Regions from separate parts of the Ovis aries genome. Here region 1 is linked to region 2. The links are chromatin contacts, called in public Hi-C maps. All regions are on one chromosome and are shown on one strand. Each heading gives the region's core, a stretch centred on a gene start, on an enhancer-like site or on the middle of the called end of the contact. The rest is flanking DNA. Distances are from core to core; before and after follow the strand shown.

What was found. Hi-C and Micro-C count contacts between places; a contact is called where the count stands out from the background.
Region 1: a contact with region 2 is called in a Hi-C map of hypothalamus, with 2.0 times the contacts expected there. The contact joins the promoter of TBC1D5 here to the enhancer-like site in region 2. A contact is called at or near these places in 2 of 16 Hi-C or Micro-C datasets (hypothalamus and muscle).

The regions. Positions count from the first base shown.
Region 1 is chr1:275,714,230-275,721,639 of ARS-UI_Ramb_v3.0, forward strand. It overlaps TBC1D5 (TBC1 domain family member 5), which reads right to left and starts at 3,437. Exons shown (of 24, transcript XM_060396797.1): 1 at 3,320-3,437.
Region 2 is chr1:275,629,263-275,636,036 of ARS-UI_Ramb_v3.0, forward strand. It overlaps TBC1D5 (TBC1 domain family member 5), which reads right to left. Exons shown (of 24, transcript XM_060396797.1): 2 at 1-6,774. Among named protein-coding and RNA genes, the nearest start is that of TBC1D5, 85 kb to the right of the region's middle. Within about 2 kb of position 4,174, at least 12 of the 54 cell types and tissues checked have an H3K27ac peak or open chromatin away from gene starts, as enhancers often do. A contact at or near this core is called in hypothalamus, where this site is marked.

The sequences.
Region 1 (7,410 bases), core at 2,187-4,686, 84 kb after region 2:
TAAATGAACAGTGTGAGCAATATAGTTAGTTAATAACTATGTAATATCTTTGTCAGGTGACATATTGCAACTAGATGTTGTGTAATAGGTAACAACAGTGTCGTAGGTCAATTATACTTAAAAAATAAATTTACAGAAAGAGAGATCAAGCTTTGTGGTTAACAGAGCCAGGAGTAGAGGGACGGGGGAATTGGACAGACAAAAGACAGACAAAAGGTACAAACATCCAGTTATAAGATAAATAAGTACTAGGGCTATAACATACAACATGATAAATATAGTTAACACTGTTTTACGTTATACAGGAAAGCTGTTGAGAATAAATCCTAACAGGTCTCATTACAAGCAAAAAAATTTTTTTTCTATTTCTTTAATATCTATATGAGATGATGTATGTTCAAGAAACATTGTAATAATCACTTCATGACGTAAGTCAAATCATTATGCATTACACCTTAAATCTATATAATGTGTTAGTCACTCAGTCATGTCTGACTCTTTGTAACATCATGGACTGTAACCCACCAGGCTCCTCTGTCCATGGGATTCTCCAGGAAGGAATACTGGAGTAGGTTGCCATGCCCTCCTCCAGGGGATCTTCCCAACCCAGGGATGGAACCCAAGTCTTCCACATTGCAGGCATATTCTTTACATGCTGTTTATCAATTATGTCAATAAAACTGGGAGGAAAAAAAGTACTGTCATAATATTTAACAAGAAATAACAGTAAAGTAAGGACGAGACTGAAAACTGTAAAAATCACAGTGCTAAAAGTAGTTGATGTTATACTTCCATAAAGTTTTTCTAAACTTAAGAACCATTTTTAATGGCAATCCACTCCAGCACTCTTGCCTGGAAAATCCCATGGACAGAGGAGCCTGATAGGCTACAGTCCATGGGGTCGCAAAGAATCAGACACGACTGAGCGACTTCACTTCAAGAACCATTTTTATGTATATAAACTATATGAAGTTACCTGTGACAACTATGATTTTTCAATTACTTTTTTAATGTAAACTTTTCAATTTCATTTTTTTAATATTTAGGGAAAATCAACAGGTGGAGACTCCAAGTTTTTCACAAGTTTGCTTCCAAGGCTCAGGCACGTGTTACTCAGCTGAGGCTGCACTTGAGTAAGTGACAAAAGGAGCACCCACTCATTTCGCTCACCAATAAAAGAAACTTTTATCCCAAAGAGTATGATGCAGTCTATATGTTGATTAAAAATCCACCGACCCACTGCTGAGCAAGTGGACTTCTTCCGTGGAACATGTGCAGGCCCGGCGGGGCGGGCAGCACAGCATGCCCAGACGGTGCCTGCACTCCTCCTAGTCGAGGGAGCGCTCCCAGTTCTGCCATCCCCTCCCCTGGGACCTGGACTTGGCTTTTCTGCAAAGGGATTTCCCAAAGCAAGCTCTCTCAGTTCATCCTGCCATTTGTCTCTTACCTCAAGCCACCTCTACACCAAAAGTGAATTACTAAAAGGCACTTATTCATTGATTTATTTCATTTCTTAGCAAACAAGTAATATACACCCTTGCTACTCAAGAATGGTTCCTCCTCCAGCCGGAAGTAGTTTATAAGAAACATAAAATATCAAGCTGCAACACAGATCTACTGAATCAGAATCTGCATTTTCAAACAGGAGCCTCAAGGGATTCCCAGACACATTATAAAGTTTGAGAAGAACTGCTCTACAGGACTCTACAGCAAATAGCTGTAGAAAAATGCTCCAGTTTACAACCGAATTTAGAGATAAAATATGAAAACTACCAAGACATGGAATCAGAAAAGTTCCTTAAGACAATTAGTACATAAATTAAATTCTTTATCACTGGTATCAAACGTGCTCAAAAGTTTACTTTCAACAATGCCTACACTTAATGCTAAGTCAGTATCTGTGTACAAACAGCGGCATGTTCATATTATTATATAGTGACTACACGATAATATATTGGGGCTGTATACTGAGGGACAAAGAATAAAAAAGAATGATTAGGTCTAGAAATACAACCACCGTCTGGCCCAAAGTTGTGCAACCCGCATTCTAAAATTTCAGTATTTAGAATTTGGAGTTGGCTAAACTTTCCAGAAAATTATTCCCCACCAAAAATCTAAAAAGATGTGAACTTTAAACATATATCCTGCAATCGAAACTATTTAATAGCTAGTACTGAACAAATTTTAGGTCACCTGTAGAATCAAGAAATTGTTGTAGAGGTTTGAGCTCCTTTCTCCAGGAAACAGGAGGTGGGTGGGATGGGGTGTTACCAAAAAAGAAAAAAAAAAATCAGTGTTCACCTTCTGCAATGTTTCTCACATCCTGAAAGGCCTCAACTTGCATGTTCCTACAGGTGAAGGAAACTTAAGTCGTACTCAAACAAGCTCACGTTTCCCTCCTGAGGTGGGAGGGTAGGGGGGAAGCTCTCCTCTCTTCTGGAGAATGCATTTTACAAGGTTTGGGGGCTCCGAGCCCGTCTGGCTTCCGGCCGCGAAGGGACCTTTAAGGTACCAGGAAATGGACCAAGGAGGAAGTGGAGCCCGGCTCGGCCGCGGCGCTCAGCCCGGCCGCACCCGAGACCCCACCGGGCGGGGAGGCGGGCGGCAGGCCGCGGGGCAGCGCCTCAGCCCCGCCGCCCCGGGGCCAGGGAGCCCCGTCCCCCGCCCCCCGCCCCCCGCCCGGAACACGCACACGCGGGGGGCGCTGCGAGGCCCCGTCGCGGCGGCGACACCTCAGGCCCGCCCGGGGGAAGGCGGCGGCGCGGGGCGGGGCGGGACGCGTCCGGAGACGCTGAGGGGAGGCCGGGCGGGAGCGACTGCCCGCGGGGGCTGCACTGGAGGAGGGCGGAGGCGCTCAGGGCGCCCGAGCTGCTTTACGGCCGTCAGCGCCGTCGTCCTTTGGCGTTACCTGTGGCGCGGGAGGGCTCCCCGGCTCCTACGCCCTGAGTCCTCCCCTCTCTCTCTCTCTCCCTCAGCCTCTGCCGGGAGCTCGCGGGACTGGCCGCGCCTGACCCGACCAGAGAGGGAACAGGGCGGGGGGGTGGGGGCGGCGGCGGGGGCCGGCAGCCACGTGACCACGCCCGCGCCGTAACGGCGGCCGCCCCCCGCCGCGCGCCCTCGGCGCGCTCCACCTCTCAGCACCCCGCGGCGCGGGCGCCCGCGCTCTAGTGCGCATGCGCCCGCCGGGCCTGCACTCTGCGCGCGCGCGACGCGAGGCTGAGCGGGATCCGCGGGCTGAGCCGTCCGCCGCGGCTGCCGGCGCGCGTGCGCGGGAGGACTCGTTTCGTTTTTTTGTCCCCTTTCTCTTGCCCCCTTTTACCCTTTTATCTTCCACACCTCCGGCCGCGGTCTGCTGGCGCGCAGCGGGAGGCTGAGAATCCTCCCCCGGGCTGTCAGGCCATCTTGCTCACCACCACCTTCCCAGGGTGAGGCCGTCTGAAAGGCTGGCCCTCCTGCCTGAGAATTTGCATTTCCTGTGTCCTGTGACAGGGCCTTGTTGTAGCTGAGTGGACTCCTAGTCATGCTTCAATACCCAGCTGCTCTGTCGCTTCCTCTCTGAGATGTACCCTACTCTGCTTTGCGAGCCATTAGTAGTCTGTGCATACCTACTTTAGTATGGGGCTTCCCTGGTGGCTCAGCTGGTGAAGAATCCGCCTGCAATGCCGGAGACCTGGGTACCATCCCTGGGTCAGGAAGATCCCCTGAAGAAGGGGAAGCCTACCCACTCCAGTGTTCTGGCCTGGAGAATCCCATGGACAGAGGAGCCTGGCGGGCTGCAGGCCTTCGGGTCTCAAGAGTCGGACACGACTGAGCGACTTTCACTTCACTGCTCACTTTAGAATAACCCATAGAGAAATAATACGCGTTATTTTTTTTTTACAAACCACAGTAGTAGGCTTGGATTTTATGTTACCTCATAACTTAGGGCAGTATACGTCTCTAACATTGTGATATCTCCGCAAAGGCTTGAGGACTGACTGTGAATCCTGTGCTTTGTTGTCCTCCACTTGCTTTTAGTCAAGATTTAAACAGCGGGATGCTGTTTGCTTGTTTGCCCAATTTGAAAGCCTTTGAATGAAAAGGCTTGGAACGGTATTGCTCATTAGGGTGCTAAATGCTTCACCTAGTTACAGAGATTTATGGTATTTTATTACATATCTTCACAAAGAGCCTAATGGAAATTGATAGTGTTGAGTCCTGAAAACCAAGGCAGGAAAAGGTCAGATTTCCAAAGGTTAGCTGGCTTAGAGGAAGGTCCCTGGTGGAAGACCTTTGTTGGAGAACTGACAGACGCTCCCCTTAAGGGGAGCCCCTCACTGTCAGCGCATTTGGTTGTCGAAGCAGTACAGGTTAAGTGAGTTCCTTGTGCCAGATTTAATCAGGAAAAACTAAATAAAATGTAAAAACTAACTGGTAGCTCTGGCTAGATGAGTCATCATTACTGTTAAACCAGTGAATATTGAGGTGATGTTCAGCAACAGAACCCCTGTTGGGATAAATGTTGATCAAATAAGATATGGCAACCCACTCCAGTATTCTTGCCTGGAAAATTCCATGGGCAGAGAAGCCTGGAGGGCTTCATGGGGTTGCAAGGAGTCAGACACGACTGAGCAACTGAACACATACCTACATACCTACACATGCATGAAACAGTGTTAACAAGGGCTTCTGAGAAGCAGGAAAAGCACAGCCTCCTCTCATGGGTTTGCAATGTTGATGGGCTCTTCTCTGCACCTACCAGTGGATACACCTGTGGATGGATCCCACCCAACAATTGCAGCTGCCACCTCAGATATGCCAGTAACATTTCGCTGTATCTAGTCCAAGGTTCAGAATCTGAGGAACACTGTTATTTTGGTGGCCTACACAGAACCATGCCTCCCTAGGAGTCATGCTCTTGTGTAATCTCCTCTTGGATCTGGGCTGGACTTGTCACTGCTTTCAACAATTAAAAAAAAAAAATCTGTTCCAAGTCTAGGCCTTAAAAACAGGCTTTGCAGTGACAACATTGAAATTTACCAGAACCTGTACTCAGGGAAAACAGAGACTATTAGGAAATCCCCCCACCTGTTGGTATTCTGGGAAATGCCTTATGGCAAAGAACAATCCTTCCCCTGTATGACTTAGATAAGACTCTCTCTGCCCTCGGACCCCTCATTGTGTTTATGAGACCACGCTCCCCCTGTCAGTCACTGACTGCACAGCAGGGCAACTCAGGCAGGGGTCTTCTAATGGGTGGCTTTGGCTCCAGGATTCCCCATGGGTCTGGACAAATTGTCTCAGAACCGCCTGTAGTCTTGGGGCTTCCTTAATTAAGCTTCCCTTCCTTCCTCTAGAACTTGCACAGGTGTCCTACCTGCATCATCGTGGTCTCTCCCGCTGCCCCTGCTTCCTTCCTTTGGTCCTTCACTGTTAGTCTCTCCAACTTTTGTACACCCACTCCCATCTTGGTGTCTCCCTCCCTGAGGGCCTGAACTGAAACCCACCCCCATTCTAGGATTTCTCCTGGCCCACCCTCAGGCTAGAGCTACAGGTCAGAGATAACGAATCATCTCAGAAAAGTCTAACTTCTCTCATTCTCTGGTACCTTACATTTTTTTCAAATCCTTTCCATCTCCCAGACCCCTTGTTAGAAGGCAGCTAACCCCAGGTAGGGGTAACAACATGCTTAAAGCCTTTCGCTACTAAGAATATAAGAAAGATTAACAGTTATTTTGACTACAAAGAAAATTGAGAATATAATAAAGATTGTTATATTAGTAATAAAAATTACTAAACATGGGCCATTTGAGTCTCCCCCTCCCCATGTGTTCCTATAGCAGATACTAGGGAGGCTGTTCATGTAGTTCATAATAAATATTTCCAACCAACCTTCAATCACTTCTCCCTTCTCCCCACCTCAAATCCCCATCAAGAACCTGAAACGAACAAAGCCAATCGTTTCCCTTTTCTGAGAGAACTGAGAATTGGGATTAAAAGGCAGTTAAAGGAGATCCAACCAGTCCATTCTAAAGGAAATCAGTCCTGGGTGTTCTTTGGAAGGACTGATGCTAAAGCTGAAACTCCAATGCTGCGAGGGATTAGAGGCAGGAGGAGAAGGGGATGACAGAGGATGAGATGGCTGGATGGCATCACGAACTCAATGGACATGAGTTTGGGTGAACTCCAGGAGTTGGTGATGGACAGGGAGGCCTGGCGTGCTGTGATTCATGGGGTCACAAAGAGTCGGACACGACTGAGCAACTGAACTGAACTGAACTGAACTGAGTTAGTCTTTGTGCATAGCTAAAATTGTTAAAACCCAATGGTGTAGGCCATCTCATCAGTTAGGGTCTGATCAGGCTAGAAACCATTTCTAGTCTCTGAGGACAAACAGGAAGACACACGTCATGCTGTTGCAGCAAAAATAGAAATGAGACTTTTTCTAAACTAGAAATGAGACTTTTCTGATAAACAAGGAAAATAAGGAAACAATGAACAGTCTGGAGAAACAGCATCAGCAGGCCTGAAAGAGTTAAGCAAGCCTAGTTTTATTTTAACTACTACCAATTCACTGCACTAGCAAGGCTTATCTTTCACAAAGTTCCTTAAACCTGGTGTTCACATTCCCCCACACTCCTTGTAACAATCTCCTATAGAATTCTTCCTTTCAGAAGGAAGGCCACGGGCCAATAACCCCAGAGACAACAGACCAAGTCACCAAGTTGCCTGACATCAATAGTAGCAGTTTCGAAACTCTGCAGCAAGAGGAGTAAAGTAAGACCTTCATTACTTTGATCAGTATCACCTACCCCAGACCATAAGCCCCAGCTAGAAAACCTCTCTTAATTCCCCAGGGAAGGGTGTAGGACACAGTTCTTGAGGTGCTAGTAGGCTTGTGCCTTCTTTACCAGGCAAAGAAATAAAGCTTCTCTTTTTCTCTCCCAAAACTCTGTATCCATATTTCTATTCGGTATTAGTGCACAGAGAGCCAAGATTATGGCAACAATGTTATTGGGGCCCCAGGGCTGAGGTCATCAGATGGAATCCACAGCCCGGTAACACCAAGCCTGAGTAGCTGCATGCAGAGAGAACTACTTAAGGTTGCTTTCCTTAGAAGGCACTTGTGAAGCATCCCCCTCACCCACCGACAACTGCAAGGGGTGCAACAGGGAAGCTCATGGCTATTTGTCGGATTAGGGCTTCCCAGGTGGCACAGTGGAGAAGGCAATGGCACCCCACTCCAGCACTCTTGCCTGGAAAATCCCATGGGCGGAGGAGCCTGGTGGGCCACAGTCCATGGGGTCGCTAAGAGTCCATGGGGTCGCTAAGAGTCGGACACGACTGAGCGACTTCACTTTCACTTTTCACTTGCATTGGAGAAGGAAATGGCAACCCACTCCAGTGTTCTTGCCTGGAGAATCCCAGGGA
Region 2 (6,774 bases), core at 2,924-5,423:
CACAACATCAAGAGAGTTCAATAAACATTTACATATTTTAAGACCAGCTTAGCTTTTCGAGATTCTAGTTTGACTTTTTTATTCCTTGATTTTATGCTCTACGCTATAGACTGTATTTAAATTAGTAGCATCCCATGGTAGCCTGAAATTCAAGTCCAACTGAAATTCATTTGTGAAGCATCATGAAATATACAGGATAACTGAAATAATACACAATTATGTTACATCTAGTCTGTTAATCTCCCTACAAGATGAAACTAATACTCTCCTGTTAATACTCTTTCAAAGACTCTTAACGGTTTTCAACTGAATGACGTTAGAAGGAAAACCTCCTGGTCAAAATGAATTTGACTAAAGTCAATGAGAAAAGGTTACAAACCGTCTTTCACAGGCCACATCAACAAACTGCAGGAAGTAGTGTTCGTAACCCAAAAATAGAGCATGGAGGCAATCAGATCTTGATTCAAATCCCAGTTCTTCCACCTCCAAGCTGCTTAGCTGAGCACAAGCGGACTAGTCTCTTCAAGGTTCAATTTCTCCATCGTAACCAAGCACAGAATGATGTTTAACTACCAAGGTTTGTTAACAAATGAAATAATGTATAGAACACCAAACATAAAACTAAATGTTCAATAAATGATAGTTGGTGTCGGGGAGACCCCCTGGAGAAGGAGATGGCAACCCACTCCAGGATTCTTGCCTGGAGAATCCCATGGACAGCGGAGCCTGGCGGGCTACAGTCCATGGGGTCGCAAGAGTCGGACACGACTTAACTGACTAAACCACCACCACCTTCCCTAGCAGCTCAACTGATAAAGAATCTGCCTGCAATGCAAGAGACCTGGGTTCGATCCTGGGGTCGGGAAGATCCCCTGGAGAAGGGATAGGCTACCCACTCCAGGATTCTTGGGCTTCCCTGGTGGCTCAGCTGGTAAAGAATCTCCCTGTAATGAGAGAGCCCTGGGTTCGATCCCTGGGTTGGGAAGATCCCCTGGAGAAGACAAAGGCTACCCACTCCAGTGTTCTGGCCTGGAGAATTCCAAGGACTGTATGGTCCATGGGTCCATGGGACATGACTAAGTGACCTTCACTGCACTATCTGGATTGAAATTCTAAACCTAATTAAGATGTAACATAAACCTACCTCCTTAGAGTCTATAGACTCTAAGAAAAAGGGAAATCACTATTTCCTTAGCATTCTATAGGATCCTTCGTAAAACAAGCACAAAGTGAAAGTGAAAGTCACTCAGTCATGTCCAGCTCTTTTAGACCCCATGGATTATACACAGCGCATGGAATTCTCCAGGCCAGAATACTGGAGTGGGCAGCCTTTCCCTTCTCCAGGGGAATCTTCCCAACCCAGGGATCAAACCCAGGTCTCCGGCACTGCAGGCTGATTCTTTGCCATCTGAGCTGCAGGGGAAGCCCAAAATAAATGAAAGAACAGTTATTTACCATCACAAGATTGTTGTATTAAAGTACCTGTAAAATGCTTAAAATGGTATATGGCCTGTACTAATAAGTTCTAGAAAACAATCAGTGTGACCTAATAGGAGGAGTAGTTGCTCTCAGAGAACAGGCACACATCGGCTTAATAAATGTCTGTGAAGACAAATAAGTGAGTAAAAAGGTGACTGAATGAATACAACTTATCAAGATTCTTTCTTCGTACACAATCCTAAGGATCCCCTCAAAAATCCCGTATGTTTATGTTAAAGCTGAAAATCTGAGTGAAAACAAAGTGACTCTGATGTATTTTATAAACAAATTTCATGTTCTGGGTTTGAACATAAATAATTATTAAACTCTGATGGAGAAAGAAGAATTGACCATAATTCTAAGCATGAAGCATGCCCATTAAATGATGTGTATAATTTATTTCTGAAGGAGTTTTATTACAGTAGCCCTATTTTATGATGTTAGAACCAGGCCAGTCTAGATAAGCTTTCCTGCTAGGTCTTTTTACGGCTTCAAGGATCTCAGCAGCTTGCAGGGAACAGTGCAAGGAAGACCCTCACAACCTTTCAGGGGTGCTTTTCAAAACCCAGGCCACTAAAAACCAAGAATGATGAAAGGGGGCCGGTCAAATGGCAAGAGTGGTACTCTGTTAAAAGGTACTGTATCAAAACAGTGATTTGATCTCTAGCATGCTAATCATCTCAGTAGAAGCAGTTTTCTTTGTTGTTGTTTTTTTAAGCCTGAGAATAATAAAGAAGCTCAATTCTTCAAATATTTCACAAAAAATAAAGACAGTATCCCTGGCAACAGTGGAAGGTAAGTTCCAGTTTCCTTGCCACGTCACAGGAACCATTCTATGGCACTGGAAACAACAAAAAACGGCAACAAAGCTGACTTTAAAAAAAGTCATTTCCTTTCCAAACTGATAAACTTTGCACAAACTTGCCTCTGCCCATGGACTAAACAAACCGCAGCCCCAGCATCAAGGGAGGCGTGCACACATCTAGCAGGTGCTGCCGTTTATCACAGAACCGTCCAAAATAATTGGAAGTGACAGCCAGCACCACCACAAATGATTTATTAGTCTTTCACTCAGCTCTTCAGCTTCCTCGGGGCCAGAATAAATAATTTACCAACTCTGTATCTTCCAATCATTAATTCTTCCCTATGCATCCAAACTGCATTTAACTCTGCTGGGTTCAGTGGAATAAAACATACGATAGGAATATTTTTCCAAATACAGAACTATCTGACCATCTGAAAAGGCAGATTTGTCAGTCAAAATGTACAGTCCAGTGAAGAAGAGTCTCAGGGCTCAAAGTCAGCAACTGCAGGGGAGCTGGAGGGAATAAAGGCAAGAGAAGAGGAAAGGAAAGCAGAGCCCGGGAGAGAGCTCTTCCCGCTGAGGGCGGCTCCAGGGACGCTGGACGGCAGACCTGGGCAGCCACCTAAGCACACCGCCACTGGAGACCGCCAACCATGAGCACAGAGCATTCGCTAATTACTGCGTCCCCTAAGACACCCCTAAGTGATGGAAAGTACACAGTTCTCCCTCAAAAAAAGGTTGAAACTTTAAAACATGAACACACGGGATTTTTTTTCATGCAAATTAGACTTAATACAGGGCAGCTTCTTTAAAATATTTTAGTAGCTATCTTGAATGAGTTTATAAGACAACTACATACCCCTTGAAATTCATAAAAGAAAACACAGGCAAAAATCAAAGAAATAAATACTCCAAAATTTTTGACAATGACGGTAAAAGGTATGTCCATTAATTATGTAGAAAAAACATAGAAAACAAAAAAAAATTACATCTTAAATCCACTTTTGATGTACGCTAGTCTAGTCTCATTAAATCAGTATCTATGATTAAAAGAGAGATCATTTTTTGGTACATAATGTATTACATTGTTAGAGCAGCATCTGTTTATTGCACAGCATAAACATTTTTCAGCTTTCTGAAACTACTGATAGGCAAGAAGTGATATGGACCTAATTCTTTTTTATTCCAAGAATTACTCTCAGTGAAAGGGTTAATAACATTAATATTCTAATATCTGGCATTCTATGAAGCACATCAAGCTGGTGGACGCACAAGGAATTTCACAGAGTATTAGCTTTCTCTTCAGTAGTTTGAGAGAGAACCACAATTCAAATTTTAATGTGCAATACAAGGCTTTGTATATGTCTGAATATATGTCTTCCACCAAAATATGAAATGCATTAAAGTAAGTCCAACTAATGAAAATTATAAATGTGGAAAAGAATGGAATTTAGATAAAATTTTCAAATAATTTCTTAAAAACTCAAAAATGTTCACAAACAAGAGCGCATCATTTTCAAGACTCAATACTTTACTGTCATTAACTGAAACAATTATATAATTACCTAGGCACAAAAGCGTATTGTTTACATCAAGTCAAACCACGTCATATTTACACACAGACCAGTGCACTTGTTGCTATGGCAAAATAAACCCTCAGATGGCAGAGGTCCTAGCCTCCCACAGGGTAAAATAAAATAAAAATGTTGAAACTGGAAAATAAAAGGCATCTTTTTAAAACAAATATCAAAAAGACACACTAGAGATACTGTGTTTTCTCATAGGGGTAAGGGGGACAGGAGGACATTTTGAAACGGAGCAGCAGGACACGGTGGCCAGCAGTGCCGTCGGTTTTAAACAGCAGAGGGCCCTCAGCAAGGAAAGGGGGAGCGCTGCACAGCCTGCCGGCGCCACATGGCGAGGACGCTGCCTCACGCCCGCTCTGGGACACTGTGGCCCAAGAGCCGATGGCAGCCTGTCGGAGGAGGCCTGCCGAGCAACAGGGATATCTGTGGAATATCTGGGCCAAGTTTCGTGAGGCTTCAAAACACCCATCCAAAGAGAGAAACCCAAGCTGTGGTACCGATGTTGTGCTGCCATGGAATATTAAAGAGCAATTAAAATCAATAAACTAGATGTTTCAAAGGCAAAGAACAGCTCAGAAACAATGTTGGGTAAAAAAAGATTAAAAGGCAAACTGCATAAAGACTTACAGAATATTTCAGTTTAGTAAGAACACTTAATGAACACACAAATGCTAGCCTAAAAGCATGGACAGGAAAGATATAAACCAATTCCAGGATGGTGGTTATCTCTGGGAAAGGAAGAACTTTAAAACGTTTTTTACAAATATATACAGTAAACATTAGCATATGAATTCTGCATGGTAAATATCAACACAAGGTTGCCAGTTCTATTTATCGTCTGTATTTCTGTGACTATTTAAATGATTTCTTATATATTTTAAATTTAAGACATAATGTACATAATTTGTTTCCAAAAAAAGTAAGAGAATTTTACAATGTTTTACCTGAAACATGAGGGTCTACCTTTTTAAAAATCATGGCTTTGGTTGGTCTTCATATTAAAAAATTTTTAAATTCCAATCTAAAACACTAAAAATTCTATCCTCTTTTGACAAGTGATTTGGCTTAGTACCAATTTCAGATCATTAGTTCTCAGGAGACTCCAAGGTTTTATTTCAAAATTAGACTGAAAGAATTCACCACAGAGAGTTCCTAAGTAAGCTAAAAACACTCTTCCTGGGGGGCTGTGAATAACCGGTCCCATCATTTGTCTTAGAGCAAGCAGGCTGCAGCGCCTGCCTCGACTCTTCTGTTCTAACTCCCCAGTGGGAACCCATCGCTTCTCCGGTACGTTCCTTCTCATTTTCTCTGTTTACAGAAGGTATTAAGCTTCTATCTAAATATACATACATAGTCCTAGTTTAAGCCTTTATATGTATCAAATAAAATTTGACTCTAAAGAAATCAGAACCACAGTGACAAGCTTTCTAACTTGTATGAAAATTACTTGCAGTCGAATTTCAGTTCAGCCTCATTTCTTCACAGGCCTTTGGAAATATGACAGGTCATCTACAGCTAAATAGAAACAAGCTGCCTCCCATTTACAATTATACTTGTGCAAGAAAACAAAAGTTTAATGCACTTTATGTCACCATGAAGGAAACATTAAAGATACTGCTAATTTTCACAAAAAAATGATCAATATTCTCTCAAAGTAGCAACCATCTGATTTAAAGAATTACTGGCTTGTTATCTTAAACAAGAAATCATATTCAACTTATATTGATGTTTTCTATTTGAAGCGTGTCATGCAATATTGTAATTTATCTCATAAATCTACTAGAGTGTGATCAAATCCTATCAACTCTGATTGGCATAAATTTGAAACAATGAAGTAATCACATCTGTTAAGCAGTTCTAGTTTGCTAGACAACATTTTGAAAGTTTATACAGTAACACAGCTACGTTTTTTCTCCCTAAGACTGTCCTGCGCCTCACTTGAGCTTTTCCATAAAGTTCTGTTTGTGTCCTAGGTTCAGTGGGATTCAGACAAAAGATAAGAAACAGAGACAGAGGAAGTGTGAGAGATTAAATGACAGAAATGGTTGAAGTATGACTTCAAACACTCTAAAAATATTTTAACAAAACTCCAAATGAATTACAAGGCATCAAGACAGAAGAAAATAAATTCATTTGAATAAAAAAAATATAATCTAACTTTATCCTGAGACGACTACTGAAAATATATGAATGTTGAATTAATTAAAAATGCATGGACATGACACAGAATTCAAACCACGCTTATGGATTGAAACACTATTGTACAACAAAATCTACCACCAACTTCCTTGGTGCAAAATCCCTCATTTTTGAAACTTAAATGATTTTTATGAAAACATTATAATAGTATGTATATAAGTTAGTAGGTGAAAAATACAATATCCCCAAAGTACCTCTGGGTAATTTTTTAAATACTTCTAATTAGCAAGTGAACTCAAGGATAAAAATGACTAGACCCTAAAGATATATGGGGTAAATGGGCTAAAATGAGAAAGAAATATTAAAAATAAAATTTAGGACACTGTTAAGTAACTTCAAGTTATTGATCCTTATTGATTTATATCACCATGACTAAGATACAACTTAAGAGTATGTGAATATTCTACTAACGATGGCTAAATTATTATTACAAAATAAACTCCATCTGGGCCATTCACTGGCCATTAATTCCAGGCAGTGCTGAGACAAGTCTGCTCCTGCTGAACTCTGTCCTGGCTGCCCCTGCCGTGCACACATCTTGCCTCAGAAGCGACACCTCCTCAGCTTCCCTTCATGCCAATCACACACGCTCCGTACGTATTTGCTGATGGACTTATCTCAACAATTTCATTCTCTACCATTAAAACTGAAATAAATAAAACAAAACAATACGACTGAAGGAAAACTTCCCAGAAAGACACAACA